Regions from separate parts of the Zea mays genome. Here region 1 is linked to region 2. The links are chromatin contacts, called in public Hi-C maps. All regions are on one chromosome and are shown on one strand. The core of a region is the stretch at or near the end of the contact, and the rest is flanking DNA. Distances in the headings are between cores, read along the strand shown. Region 1 has its middle 100 kb from the start of LOC100277300. Region 2 holds the start of LOC100284446 (late embryogenesis abundant protein).

What was found. Hi-C and Micro-C count contacts between places; a contact is called where the count stands out from the background.
Region 1: a Hi-C map of ear shows a contact between it and region 2, with 2.8 times the contacts expected there. The contact joins the enhancer-like site here to the promoter of LOC100284446 in region 2. A contact is called at or near these places in 2 of 25 Hi-C or Micro-C datasets (ear and tassel).

Annotation. Positions count from the first base shown.
Region 1 is chr8:91,497,932-91,501,100 of Zm-B73-REFERENCE-NAM-5.0, forward strand. No RefSeq gene overlaps it. Among protein-coding and RNA genes, the nearest start is that of LOC100277300, 100 kb to the right of the region's middle. Within about 2 kb of position 1,765, at least 9 of the 20 cell types and tissues checked have an H3K27ac peak or open chromatin away from gene starts, as enhancers often do. A contact at or near this core is called in ear and tassel, where this site is marked.
Region 2 is chr8:91,359,102-91,362,365 of Zm-B73-REFERENCE-NAM-5.0, forward strand. LOC100284446 (late embryogenesis abundant protein) reads left to right here and starts at 1,414. Exons shown (of 1, transcript NM_001348983.1): 1 at 1,414-2,129. The coding sequence starts at 1,533. The coding sequence ends at 1,988.

The sequences.
Region 1 (3,169 bases), core at 515-3,014, 140 kb after region 2:
TGGTTTGCTGCTGAAATTTTTAGATGAGGAGGAGTCCAAAGTAGCTATGGGTGAGGTCCAAGAGGATATGTGTGGCACGCATCAGTCAGCCCATAAAATGAGGTAGATGCTAAAATGGGCAGGGTTTTATTGGCCGACCATGATGGAGGATTGTTTTAGATATTTCAAAGGGTGTGAGGCATGTTAAAGGTTTGGGGATATTCAGTCAGCGCCAACTAGCATGTTGCATCCTATTATAAAGTCGTGGCCTTTTAGAGGCTGGGGTTTAGATTTTATTGGTGAAATTCATCCATCTTCTTCTAGGGGCATCGATTTGTGTTAGTGGCTACCGATTATTTTACTAAATGGACTGAAGTTGTGCCTTTAAAAAAATAAGGAGTTGATTAATTTTGTATTAGAGCATATTGTGTACAGATTTGGCATTCCGCAGACATTAACAATAGATCAAGGAGTTGCTTTTATGTCTCACCAATTTAAAGAATTTGCCAAGTCTTTGCAGATTAAGTTGTTGAATTCGTCGCCATATTATGCACAAGCTAATGGGCAGGCCGAATCTAGCAACAAAGTGTTGATCAGGTTGATAAAGAAGAAGATTGCAAAAAAACCAAAGAGGTGGCATGAAGTACTGTCCGAGGCATTGTGGGCTCATAGAGTTTCTCGATATGGAGCAACCAAAGTGACGCCATTTGAATTGGTGTACGGGCAAGAAGCAGTGCTCCCTATTGAAGTAAATCTGCAAGCTTGTTGAGTGGCTCAACAGGGTGGGTTATCAGCTGTAGTATATGGTGAGCTAATGCTAGACAGAATTGATGGGAATAATGAAAGTCGATTAACAGCCTTAAGGGAAATAGAGAAGGAAAAGCTGAGAGTAGCGAAAGCTTATAATTAAAGGGCGAAGGAGAAATCGTTTCAGATTGGAGAATTGGTATGGAAAACGATTTTACCCGTGGGATTTAAAAATAATAAATTCGACAAATGGTTGCCGAATTGAGAAGGACCATTCAAAGTTGTAGGTATTATGCACGGGAATGCATATTTCGTTGAGGATTTGCAAGGAAAGAAATTACCCAAAGCCCTCAACGGTAAGTATTTGAAAAAGTACTATCCTAGCGTGTGGCAGGGGGCATGCTAAGATTTGAAACTAGTAGCAGAGTTAGATTCTCCTTATAGTTAGAGCCGGGTATAATCTAAGAATGCTTATACTGGCTAAGGTGAGCAGACCGTATGAGCACATAATAGCACATGTAGAATCGATTTGGGGAAGGATGTACCTTTCGGTGAGTGCTCTGCGGATGGAGGCCGATTGCTGGCAGCGGACGGCCGGTTGGAGGAGTTTCAAGTTTGGGCGCTTGGAGATTTGAGCTGGCGGAGCTGTGTTCGAGGATCTCTACGTTTCGGAGCAGGCGCACTCAAGCCACGCACTGTTGTTGAAGATGAGCCGCCCTGAGTCGCTTGCATAGTTGTCTCCGTGTTGCAGTATGGCTCGAGCCTTCATACCAACCAACGCCAAATCGATGGTGCCGCGCACACGCGCACAGCCGTCGTCGCACTAGGTCGATCCGGCCGTAGTCGCGCTGGTCGCAGCACCGGAGGTAGCCATGACGCTCTCGAAATGATGACGCGACCCGTAGGGAAAGCCTATGTGGTCATCACAGCACACCAAATTTCTTGGAACCCTAGCAGTGGCCGATGGATGCGAAGATGTTGGTCAGAGCGTCGATGCGCTGGAGAACAAAAAAGGTAAGGGGCTGGACGTACAGGTCGTTTGGGCTGATTTCAGTATGGGAGATGGGCCAAAGATTGTTAGTGGCTGAAGACATGGCCGATGGGTGTCATCGTCCTAAAAGAAAAAAAGAGAAAATATTATATATATATATATATCATGATTGAGAGCCGATTTAATATTGAATCGTTGCTAAGTTGTGTTTTTCGACACACTATGTTCATTCGAAAAACATGGGGCATGTATTGAATGCAATATTTGTGGTGTTGTTAGTGCAGAAGATATCCAGAGCCACCTGCCAAAAGAAAGCAGAGGAAGAAAAAGAAAAAAAAATTAGCCGGTGTATGGATATACGGTGGTATACAGCCAGAAAAAGTGGAAGAAGGGCACCCGTACAAGCATCTACGAATGACCAAATTGGCGTGGCCACAAGCACTAAAGTTTGTTAGGATTATTATTCATTTAGATTAAATTAGTTTCTATTTTCTAGAGTGGGTCAGTTTTATGCTCGGTCAGGGATAGACTAGAAAGGTAGGTTGTTTAGATTTTTATGGAGTCAGTTCCTATTTTCTAGAGTGAGTCGGTCGTAGATGGATTATAAAGCCTTATTGTAATGATGCAGAGAGGGCAGAATCTACAATTATCATTTTATTTAATCTGCTATCTATTCTCTTTGTTCTTCTTTGGTGCTTTGCCGAGAAAAGCATTCGATTCTCTCTGTGTTGGTGACTCGTTCTCAAATACTATGAGTTAAGAACAAGGCAACACAGAAAATGTTAATCGGTAAAATCCTTCGTCCTTCGAAGCATTATTTCCCTTAGGATATAATGATTTTCGGACGAAGGTTATGAAGGGCGTACCTTCATAAACTCAATATATAATGACGAAGAATGAATCATAAGGAACATGAAGAATAACATAGACAATTATATATTATTATCAACTTATTCTTGTATTCTTATTATGAAGAAACAGAAATGACATTGAATTACAAATGTACATTCAGCTTGGAAAGAGATGAGAGTACAAGTGTGACGCAATAACAAATGCCCAGTCAGCGTGAACAGTACGGGGATACTGTTCACCTATTTATAGACACGGGACACAGCCCATACAAAATTACATTCATGCCCTTTACATTTGGTAGTAATTCTATAGTAATTCACCGAGGTCTGAATAGCCTTTTCATCTTTAAGTCGGTTTCATTTTCCGCTAGCGTGCCGAAGCTTTCCTGCTCACATCTTCGGCGTTGTATCAACCTTCGTATTGTTTTAGGCTTCTCCTACTGTGATTCCGACTCGAGTCCGAAGGTACCTGTTTACACATTATGCTCCAGAAATACTATTAAATCTTGTTTTTGAGGACCTTCGTAAGCCGAAGGCCCCCAACAGTAGCCCCTCGCAATATTAATTTGTTTTAAATAATAAATTTAGATTGCGACATGGA
Region 2 (3,264 bases), core at 164-2,663:
AAGATGGCAGAAACGGTGTAAAAGGTTTGTCTTCTATATTCCTCTATGAAATTGGGACATGTAAGTTTCAAGTGATGTTTTAAATCTTTTCTTCATGCAGGGCTGTTTTCTTTGATGATGAAGGTAACATACTAGAAGACGTAGCTTCAAATCCCAATGAGGTGGCAACACGAAAAAAATTTCAGAAGCGCGCAACATGTTTGAAGATCTTATCCAAATGGCAAAGCAATCCAATGAAGGAATGGACATTTTAACTTCCAGTTTGTTAAATCTGCAAGCAGCTGTCAGAGTCATGGTGCCTTCTGTTATCAGTACCAAACATGATGAAATTGAGTCTTTTATTGGTACAAAAATTCCAAATGAAGTAGTCATACACCCACCTAATCATGTGAAGTCAAAGGGGAGATGCAAAAGAATTAAGAAAAGCAAGGAGACAAAGTCTGTAGGCAAGGGAAAAGCCACTCGTACATGCAGCAGTTGTAAGCAAATAGGGCACAGTCCCTTAATATTGCTTTGTGTCATCCTGTCTTGTTTGATTTGAGTTGGTAGTGCATTCACAACAATGTCAATGAGAACAATGTGATACGAGCAAATTTTACTTTCATTCAGATTTGCTTTCTTTACAATCCACAATAGTGCTACAATATCTAATTCTATGTGCTATACAATATCTAATTCGATATCCTATACAATCTCTAATTCTTTGTGCTATACAATATCTAATTTTCTATGCTATACTATCTCAGTAGCAATCCTGGAAGCATCAGTACCGTGTGATGCGCTAGTCTTTTGAAAGCATCAGTAATAATTCTGGAAGCAAGCAAACCGTTCCGGCGCCCTGATCATTTCATTCATTACAAATCTTGGAAGCATGATATTGCTGAAAGCATTGCACCATTGAATTTTCGGAAGCATTCTGGGAATAGTTAAACATTAAACAAACAAGACATAATATTGCTGTTTTTTTTCTTCTCTCAACCACTGAATGGCAGGAGTTTGCACCTGAACGACAGGAGGGTAGGGCGCTGGCTGGCTACAGGAAGTATAGGACGACGGTGTGGGGCCGAAGGAGGATGAGGAGGGCATAGGGGGCCGATGTTGCAGCAGTGTCTGGTCGGAGGTCGTCGAGGCGTCGTGCGTCGAGTGGCGGCACCTGGTCGGAGGTCATCGAGGTGTAGGTGCGTCGATGCGGCGCCTGGCCGGAGGCGGCGACGGAGAGGGCGAGGCTAAGTCAGAGGTGGCCAGGACAAGGCCAGGGCGGCGCATGGTCGGAGTTAGGCTGCGTCACTGGATCTAGCGATGACTGGATGGGGTTTGATTGCAGTTTGGATAATAGGTGAGGGGACTCATTGTAAAAGTGCAGCAGGGATGGGTTATACACGTTAGATATAGATCCAGTTACGGGCGTCGTGGTTTGCACAGTTTGCACGAGACGTGCAGTTTGCACCTGATCTGCAGCTGCAGGCCTGCAGCCCCCGAGTCCGAAATCGTTGGACGGGGAAAGGAAAGCGAAACAAGCCACGCTAAGCAAGATGCACCGAAACCCTCGCGCCGTCATCCGCGCCGCCGTCTCCCTCACCCGCCGGCCCCCCGCCGTTCCTGCCGCGGAGGCTCTCCAAACCCTGCCTAAAGCGACGCCCTCGCCTGCGCTTGGGGCGTGGCGGCCAGACCAGGCGGTGGGGCCTTTGGGTAGCGTCAGCCGCCGCCGCGCCTTCTCCTCCTCCGCGGCAGAGTATGGCAAGGATGTGGACGAGGTGAACCGCAAGTTCGCGGAGGCGCGGGAGGAGATCGAGGCGGCCATGGAGAGCAAGGAGACGGTCTACTTCAACGAGGAGGCCTCCATCGCGCGTGACGCCGCCAACGAGGCGCTCGCTGCTTTCGACGCGCTTTTAGCGCGCCTCCCGCCCACCGACGCCGACGCGCTCCGCCGCTCCATGGGGCTAAAGATGGAACAACTGAAGGCCGAGCTCAAGCAGCTCGAGGACTAGCCGACTAGGCTGCGGAAAGGTTTGAGTTTTGCGAGAAAATTTGGGCGGAATGTTTGGTTATACACCTGTTCTTTTGAGATAGAGATTCCTAGGTGTTCCGCTTGGTGAATAAATTTTAGCACAACAATCTGTTGCATTGCCTGTTTCTGTTGGTTCTTGGTGAGAGGAGATCCGAAGCTAATTTGTAATGTGCCTGGTTTACCACCTTCACATGATTGGCCACTGTTGAGGCCTTAAATTGATTTGATAGAAGTTAGACCGATGCGTTCCTGTGTTGTTCGGATTAAACTTCATTTGCAATTTTTCTTCCTTGATTAATGTTTTGGTGCAACATGGATACTTCATTGTTCAGTATCTGTTGCCATGACATTGACAAAATTTTGAGCTACTTTGTTTTGTGTTCCTGAAACCAGGTTCTTCGATACCTTATGTTATCACACCTTTTACTGAAAAACAGGAAAAGCTAGACATTGATGTTTCTTGTGTACAAACTATGAACTGCGTTTGCATGCATGCGTGCTCTTAGTGATTCATGCTCTTTTCAGAACCTGAGGTTTTTCTCTTCAAATCTTAAGGTGAAGGAATGAAGCCATGTGAGGTGATTTAAAGCTATAAGCACTTAAGTATATATTGTTTGTAAGAACTGCTGATGAATCAGTTACTACCTATTAATCACAATAAGACCCGTTTGTTTTCTTTCGTTTTAAGGAATTGGAATCTAACTAATGGAGTAAGCTATTTTTTTATAATGTGAATTGATTATATAGATTTACATGTTACTTTTCTAATGTACAACTTATAACATACTTTTCTACTTGCTACTCTATAGTATAATTGTAGTGTATAATTATCTCTCTCTTAAGATTTAGGATAATATACAAATATATTAACTTAATTAGTTTGTGTCAAAATTATGATTATTAAAATGGAATTCGATTCCAACAAAACAAACGGGGCCTAAGAGATTTTTGCTTCCAGCTCTAACTATCATGGCTTGTCAAACTATTTTCGACAAAATTGGTATATGCATGAGTCATGATGCCTTGGTATCAGTTTGTAGTCATGATGCCTTGTGGTATCTATTTGTCAACTCTGGTTTTATCTGCTGCTGCAGAACATTTGAATAATTTTTTTACCAGTTTAAAGTGGAAATATGTTAGACCTCTGGACCAAAAGGGTTTGCTCAGACATCTGCTTCTCTAATCCTTATGGTGATATATTCCCTCTAGACTGTCTCTTCTCTTATTTTCTCTAAGGGCTTCTTTGGATGACCAAA